Linked DNA regions of Danio rerio: region 1 is linked to region 2. The links are chromatin contacts, called in public Hi-C maps. All regions are on one chromosome and are shown on one strand. Each heading gives the region's core, a stretch centred on a gene start, on an enhancer-like site or on the middle of the called end of the contact. The rest is flanking DNA. Distances are from core to core; before and after follow the strand shown. Region 1 holds the start of pm20d1.1 (peptidase M20 domain containing 1, tandem duplicate 1). Region 2 holds the start of nfascb (neurofascin homolog (chicken) b).

What was found. A called contact is a pair of places that touch in the nucleus more often than the background predicts.
Region 1: a Hi-C map of embryo shows a contact between it and region 2, with 1.8 times the contacts expected there. The contact joins the promoter of pm20d1.1 here to the promoter of nfascb in region 2. A contact is called at or near these places in 7 of 18 Hi-C or Micro-C datasets (caudal fin, embryo, hematopoietic stem cells and 2 more) and 1 of 4 datasets of contacts at active chromatin or transcription factors (caudal fin).

What each region holds. Positions count from the first base shown.
Region 1 is chr23:20,929,525-20,933,618 of GRCz12tu, forward strand. It overlaps pm20d1.1 (peptidase M20 domain containing 1, tandem duplicate 1), which reads right to left and starts at 2,277. Exons shown (of 13, transcript NM_001037371.2): 1 at 2,034-2,277. The coding sequence starts at 2,247.
Region 2 is chr23:20,792,712-20,797,229 of GRCz12tu, forward strand. nfascb (neurofascin homolog (chicken) b) reads left to right here and starts at 1,918. Exons shown (of 28, transcript XM_068216883.2): 1 at 1,918-2,191. It also overlaps the pseudogene LOC559664.

The sequences.
Region 1 (4,094 bases), core at 1,027-3,526, 140 kb after region 2:
TTCTTATGAAAGTGAAAATAAATTCAATTCAATTCAATTCAGCTTTATTTGTATAGCGCTTTTACAATGTAGATTGTGTCAAAGCAGCTTCACATAAATGGTCATAGTAACTGGAACAGTGTGGTTCAGTAACTGGAACAGTGTGGTTCAGGTTTTAGTGTTTAAGTTCAGTTCAGTTCAGTTTAGCTCAGTTCAGTGTGATTTAATCATTACTGAGAGTTCAAACACTGAAGAGCCAATTCATCGATGCGTAGCTCTACCAATCCTGAACCATGCGAGGCAGTGGCGACAGCGGAGAGGGAAAAAAAACTTCACCTGAAGTTAATAGCTTGCACTTTTGGAAACAAAATAAATTATATTGCGCCGGACCACAGCCATGCGCCAGACCACATCTGTGCGTTTGACAGAAGTTTAAATCAGCCTTAACAGAGCTGTAGGGAAAGTAACTAAAAAAAATGACCTGAAAAAATTTGATTGAGATCAACATTTAGAACCTATAATCGATTACTTTTCGATTAATCGCCCAGCCCTGTTGCAATATTTCACCAGATTACTTAATATTTTTATTTGGAAATAATTTATAATGTTAGATCAATTGTGATCAGTGGGAGTGCATCTCCATAAAATCATTATCATAAAACAATCTCTAAATTTCCCTGACAGTTTCATTGTGGTCTGTGCTGTTTGCAGTGCATTTCTGTATTTGTATGTGTTGCGAGTATTTTCTTGAATGTGTTTTGTCGATGATTGATGTTTAATATTTGCATCTCCATAAAATCTAATAAACAATCTGTAAACTTTTTTGGGGTCCCCCCCCCCCCCAACACATTTTAATTGTGGTCTGTGCTATTTGCAGTACATTGCTGTATTTGCATGTGTTTAGGCATGGAACGATAACTGATTTTAAGGTTATCACGGTTTGGAAAGGTCAAGGTCTTAAAACTGCCAAAGTTTTCTGTTATCCTATTCCTAAGGTATGTATAAGTTGTTGTGTTTTAAACATGTTTTTCACAACTATTTTATTTAGTTTTTTAGGGCAACATTTTAAATGTTTATTAAAATAAAATATATTGTGCTCAATGGGGGAAAAGTTTTTTTTTTTTACCCAGACATTTAAAAAGAACTTATTTTGGAGCAGCAATTACAATACTGTGACGTTTTTGTTATCATATCATCAGAATCTTATACTGGCCATCGATAAATATAATCAACCAAAAGATACAACAAAAATCTAAGAAACCTAAAACAGTCTAACAGTAAAAGTAAAGTCACAAATGACACAATGTCTTATACCTGTATTTTTTTTAAATCATACAATCATAAGCATCAAAAACTATTATAATACAAACTCAATATTTATCTTGCAATGTGACTATTGCGAACGATCATATCATATTGATGCTGAAACGATAAATTGTGCAGCTCTAGTTTTCATCCACTTTAAATGTTGACATATAGTGCTCAGCATATGAGTACACCCATCACAAATCTACATTTTAAATTCATATTTTTAATAGAAAGCCATGCAATATTATATTTGTGCATTTACATTAGATTAGTCAGCACTGAAGCCAAATCTGGACCTTATCTAACAAAATAACTTAGGATAACAGTCCAAAAACTAGTACAACCAAATTTATATTATAGAAAAATATGAAATACAAATTTTAAAAAAGAAGAAAAATCAAAAGTGAAAAGTTTAGTTGTATATTTGTGGGTTGTGGTTTTTGCATTATTTTGCTTAAATTTAATTGTATTATCTTTTAATTTCTAAATATGTTTGGTGAGAAATATTATTTTAATAAATATATATCTGTTTAATAAATCAGTTTTGTTTAAATGCACCAAAAAAAAAAAAAAAAACACATCGCCAATATTCACTGGGACATAAATACAAATATGCATTTTCAAAATGGGGTGTACTCAATTATGCTGAGCACTGTATATACACTAAAATCATTTATTAAATAATCCCCATTGAATCCTATAAAGAGTTATTAAAACATATTTCTAAATAAATTCTCTTTTCTTACCTTTAAAGTTGTCCAGTAGCTTCTCTTTTTGTTCTGGACTTAAATAGGGATAAATGGTGCTTGTATTTTCCCATTGACCAAGCTCTCTGTTCACTTTAAAAGTAAATGTTCTACCGATCACAACCGAAAACAAAATTAAAACTGAAAGTAGTAGGATTGCAAACAGTATCCCAAAAAACTTCAAAACAGTCTTCTTGGTGAATTTGGTCTTCATCTTTCAAAAGTTCAGCAAAAAATGACAATCATGTGTAAGATCAGGGTTCATATTTTTATAGCCTCACTGATGACGCAACAAAGGGGCCTCTGCTGGTGTGATATAACACCAATAACAAAACGTAAAGACCAACTTATCTTAGACCAACTTATTTTTTGGATTTTTTTTTTTTTGGATTAACAAAAAACTCAAATATTTTAACACTTAAAACTAATGAACACAATTTGAGTAACTATTTAAATAAGGTTTCTTCTATTTTTAGAAGCCATCTTAGAAGCGTCGAGCATGACGCCTGGCCCGTCTGCGTCTAGGAGGAGGGAGTCGAGCCGCCACACTGGCCTTCAGATCCTCTCTGTAAGTGCTAAGTTCATGCCAGTGTCTGCTGGGTGAAGCTGCAGGCTCCTGTACACGACGAGGGAGGAACTGTCTTAACACTGGAAAAAGCCTTTTGTCTTGCTCAAACCTTTCAAGAACTTCATCGACCGCATTCCCAAACAGGCCAAATGGAGATATCGGGGCATTGAGGAGGAAAATTTTGTCACTTTCCTTCAGAGAGGACAAATCCAGCCAGAGATGTCTCTCGGTGACAACCATTGCAGCCATAGAGTACCCAATGGCTTGGGCTGTTTGCTTGATGGTTCGAAGTGACAAATCAATGGCTTTGCGGACTTCGGTAACCGCTTCAGGACCAATGCCCTTGCCTGTGTCCAGGTCCTTCAGCAACTTGGCCTGGTACGCCTGTAACACTGACAGAGTGTGCAACGCACCTCCAGCTTGACCTGCAGCTTTATACGCCTTACCAACCAGACGAGAGGTCACTTGAGAGGGCCCTGGAGGCAATGTTGGGGTGCAAAAAAACGATGCGGTGGAAGGGGAGAGATGGTTCCCTAACGCCTGTTCCACCTTAGGCATGGCTACATAGCCATGCTCTTTCAACCCCACGACATTAGAGGAGAAAGACAGCACTGGGTGATATACTGGGGCCGCGTAAGGAGTCTTCCATGACCTTGACAACTCTCTGTGGGTGTCAGGTAAGAATGGAAGGCTCTGCTTTGAGGGGTGAGCTTGGTCTGCAATGATATACATCCCATTCAGCCGATTGGGTTTCTCAATGGGGTCTCGTGGCCAGTCAAGACTCAGTCTAGCCACAGCCCGAGTAACAACATCAAGCATCTCAAAGTAACCTTGATGCTTAGCAGGTATAACATGTTGTGCTGACCTGATGTTTAACCTTTTTGATGCTGGAAGCTGGTTCTCGTTTAGACTGGAAGTTGTTACAAGGTCCGGTTTCGCATCCAGAATGGGTTGCTCGGAGTGTGGGCGAGCACCTGCGGCTGCGCGCTCGTTTGCGGAGGCCATGCTTACCGCTTCAGCAGACACGGGGCCAGAAACACGGGGTGCAGATGCACGGGTTTCTAAATTGGTAAACACAGCCAGTCGGGACCGGCGCTTGGGTACCGTGAAACGCTGGCAGTGGGCGCAGTCAGAGCCTGCAAGAGCCGCCCGAGCGTGCTCTGCGCCCAAGCACAGAATACAAAACTCATGCGTGTCCTCCATTGCAATACGATGAGTACATGGTCTCACACATTTCCTGAACATTTTGATAGTAGCCATAATGTAATCACAAATTAATACGATGATAAATAATCAAATAACCTTGACAGGAAGGTTTTCTGATGAAAATAGAGAGCAACCGCCAATTTGGGGTCACCTGACTTCCGGTTGAGCCTCGGCCAATGAGATTGCCGTACATTCATAATATAAATCCATCACAAGCGACTTATATAAGTGTATGTAGAATAGCGGTCTTGCAGCCATTTTGTCTACGAAGTACAAAAATATAGTTT
Region 2 (4,518 bases), core at 668-3,167:
TGATCTCACGAGAAAACGTAAGTATTTTACGTTTTGCCTGTTTAGTGGCTAATGATACGATTTTAAAAAGGAGGCGTGGCACCTAACCCCACCCCTAACCCCAACCGTCATTGGGGGATAAGCAAATCGTACTAAATTGTACGAATTAGATTGTACAAATTTATACGAATTAGCCACTGAATGAAAAAGTTACGAATTGCCGTGAGATTGTGTTGGTCGTAACGCATACAGAGTACTGCAGCGTTTTCTGTCATTTCTGGATGACCAGATTTTGGGAAATGATTGAACGTGATAGTGTGGACATGGGATGTTTTTAGGTGAAAATGCCATTTTCAAATAGATTCCTCCAAGTGTAGACATTTATATTGACCTTATTCTTCAATGCAAAAGTGCGCTCGTTTTTGTGATTGTTTTAGAACTTCTGATTCAGCCATGGGAGAAATGACCAGGAATATTAAAACACAGAAAACAGTAAAACTTCCTGCTCTACAAACAAGTGATTGCATGATTATACAGATAAAGCAAAGTCATACAGTTTGCAACATCAAGCAGCAAAACGAGCTGTTTTTATCATCTAAAAACGAATGAAAGTGAATGAGTCTCCAGCCAAAAAGATTCAAATGGCTGCGCCCGCTTGTATGTGAAGAATAAGGTAAAAAGGATTATGGAGGGCCTTGTTACAAATCAAAAACACAGCCATGTTATAGTACATGCACCATCAACACCATCATGCAAATGAAACACAAAACATTGTTTTATCCGTACATTTACATGGCAACAGGGGTTTGGGAGCCTGTACATTTCTAAAAGAAAATAAAAACTGTTATTGTCTCTACAGAAATGTGTAAAAACTTGTAAAAACCTTTCAAAAAACAGAATCTGTTGTTTAAACAGACTGAATGTATTAAGCACTTCTGCAATGAAACCACCAAAAGCTTGTAAATGTGTTTGGATGTGAATATGTATTATTACAATGTAATGTATTTATATATGAATTCATTTCTTGTATTGGTATGTCATTTGTCAAGGTTATGAAATTAAATAAAACATGCACTTTATGTGATTTATCCAAAAGCACTGATTGTCTGTCATGTAGTTAATTCAGAAAGAAGAAAATGAAATAGGGGTGCCATGGTGGCTTAGTGGTCAGCACTGTTGCCTCACAGCAAGAAGGTTGCTGGTTTGAGTCCGAGCTGAGTCAGTTGGCATTTCTCTGTGGAGTTTGTATGTTCTCCCCGTGCTTGCGTGGGTTTCCTCCGGGTGCTCCAGTTCCCCCCACAGTCCAAAGACATGCATTTTAAGTGAATTGAACTAAATTGTCAGTAGAGTGTGAATGCGAGAGTTTATGGGTGTTTCCCAGTACCGATTTGCAGCTGGAAGGGCATCCGCTGTGTAATACATGCTGGATAACTTAGCGGTTCATTCCACTGCAGGTGTTTTTTTATTTACCCATATTATATACTGAAAATGTAAATACTAGAAAAACTGAAAATATCTATTAAATGACAGAAACAAAATCTCATATTACACTGTATCTCACAACTTCTTCTTTTTAAATATCTAAGATTAAATTCAAGTAGCTTCAACCAATTATTTAGTAATAGTTTCTGACATTTTCATTCAATTTCCCTGTTCAAAATATGACTTATTTGTAAATTTTTTTAGTTGGCCCAACTTGATTTCATTGTCCAATCAACATTCAATCATTAATCAGTCATTTTTAGTCCAATCAACATAAGCCATTCTGAATGTGAATGTGATAAGGTCTGAAAATAACCCCATTTAACATTTTAAAAGTGGATTTTAGTGGAATTAAAATATATCTCAAGCAAGCATAGAAATTTTCACTCAAAATTGTGCGGTGTTTTTAAAGTGCAAACATGGTGATTTTAGTGTTGTTTTCAGTGCTAATAAATCAGTCACGTAGTCTCTGCTCATGTGACTAGCAGTGACTGACATCAGTCAAGAGCTCTGTTTGTTATTTTGGACAGAATTTTTCCTCTGAGAGGGTATTTCACTTCAACCTCTTCTTTAAGGACACTGGTGGACTCCTTTTCTAATATACAGTAACAATATTAAGGTGTTGTGTTGTGGCATAGAAGAGAAAACATGGACAAAGAACACAATTATGATGCTTTAATAAACTGAAAACAGACACAAAGGAACATTGACTGAATCCACTGAAAAAAGGGTAAGGAAGATCATTTTTTATTTATTTTAAAAGAGAAGAAAGATAGAAAGTATACACTTATTCACATATATGATTTTAGCAGAATTTATTATTTCACTTCTACTTTTGCATTTAATATTTTCACATTTATTTATTAAGTTTAATGACAAATCTTTCGTTGTTATCTGGAACGTCTTTCACCATGACTGGTTGTAAAAGCAGTGTGATGATGTCACTGTCAGAAACACAATGTATGTTTGATTATGGTGGCCGTTTTCTCAGGCTTGAGCTGAGAGTTGTGAGTCAGCTGCTTCTGAATTACTCCTGTCATGGAAGAGTGTCAACAGCGAAGACTATCATGCTAAATATGATGTTTGTAATCTTCTTTTTTACTCAGTGTATTTAAGAGAAGTACTCTAAAATAGATATTAAAACAATTACGTATTTAAAGTTGCTCATGAGGTAGTAGATCAATAGATAGAAAATATAAACTACAGCAATATCTCAAGAACACTAAAAAACATTGAATGGAATGTCTATTGTTTTGTTTTAGGTTAGCAATTATCATTCACCAACAGCTATTTAGAAAATAAACAAATATCAATGTGTTATTTGAAACATGCTATTCATATCTTTGATTTAAAAAAGGCTCTGGAAATGAAGGATAAAAGAATAATTTTGGGTTCCCAAAAAGATCTTTTTAGTAATTAGTTCTTTAAAAAAAAAAAACATTTTTTTTCTAAAGAACATTGTCATTTATTATTAAGAAACTTTTGAACTGGAAATGGTTATGAAAGTTAAGTGTTCTTCTTGAAACCATCAATGCCAATTTTAAAGTGTGTAAATCCCAAAATTTTGGAAAAAAAATAACGATTTAAAGCACGATTTAAAGTATTAGTTTTCTTTTTGGGTTTCCCATTAATATATGCTTAATTATGCTTAAAGCACCTTAATTGAAAGAAATGTGAAAAATGCTAATTGATTTGATGTCAATTGACTACCTTGATGCCAAAAACGACATCTAACTGACTGCTAACATATAAAATGTATCCTGTAATTTTGTGGACACCAATATTAGATGTCCATTTGATGTTGTTTTGACATCAAAGTAGTAGTTTACATGCATTGTAGGTACGAATACAAATTCTAGTGTACATTTGCAATTAAGGCTTTCAGATGAAAAAAAATAAAAAAAAAGCTTTCTAAAGTTAAAAATTTTAAAGGTAAAAATAATACCATTACTGTCTTTAAAAAAAAAACAAAGTTATATTTTTACTGGTTATACTGACTGGTTTAGGCCTAAATATCCAAGAATTTTCTTTTCGTCTCAGTCCCTTTATTAATCTGAGGTTGCCACAGCAGAAATATCAAGCCAATTTTCATTTTTTTACGTGTTTTTTCACATGTTGTTCAAGTTTTCTGCTGGGTACTATTGATAGCTTTAGTAGTTTGCTGGACTAAAATAGTGAACATTATAGTTGTCATTTTAAGTATGAGACAGACTTTATCCTGCATTAATGATTGATTGATTGATTGATTTCATTTGACAAATTTACCAAAAATAAACAAACGAGTCCAATTAGACTAATTCATACATATTTTTAAAACTGTCAATGATCAAATACACAAAAAAGCCACAGGCTTATTCCATTGTAAAAAATGAATGGGCAAATCCCCTGAGTTTTCCCTCTGAGCGGTTATTTTATTTCAACCTCTGCTTTAAAGAAACTGATGGACTCCTTTTCTATATGTAAATGATTAATTTTAAGGCTTTTGTATCATGCTAATACAGTAAATGTTCATGCTCAGATTCAGTATCTCATGACAAGTTAAGCAGCATCTGTTTCTCTGAACAAGCTGTCGTGGTACTTTAAGGCTGAACTGATAAAACCCAGACTGAACAGAGCAGCGTATGTGTCCACGAGCACAGAGCTGTCATTGTCCCGTCTCTGGAGGAAGAGCTTCATTCAGGCTTTGTACAGTTTGGTGCATGGCACTGCAGTGCTGCCGATGGCACACGGACAGCTAGATACTGACCGCTATTAGATCATACTTATGAATCTTTTCACCTAGTGTGAGCTGACTCAAGAACTTTTTTGTTCCATCATGACTCTCGCTTTCGTATTAGCTCATCCACGGAGCGTATAGTATGACTGTATTTTATGTGTCCCTGCGTGCCTGAGCAGATGTGGGCTGAGAATGTGTTTCAGTCACCGAGGTCCTGTTTCCACCCACATCTTCTCCCCTGAGTCAAGCTCGTCCCTCTTGAATGTCGATTCATTCACCTCCATGTCTTTGACCATGCAACTCACATTTACACATTTTAAACTCAAATTTTAGAGGCTGAT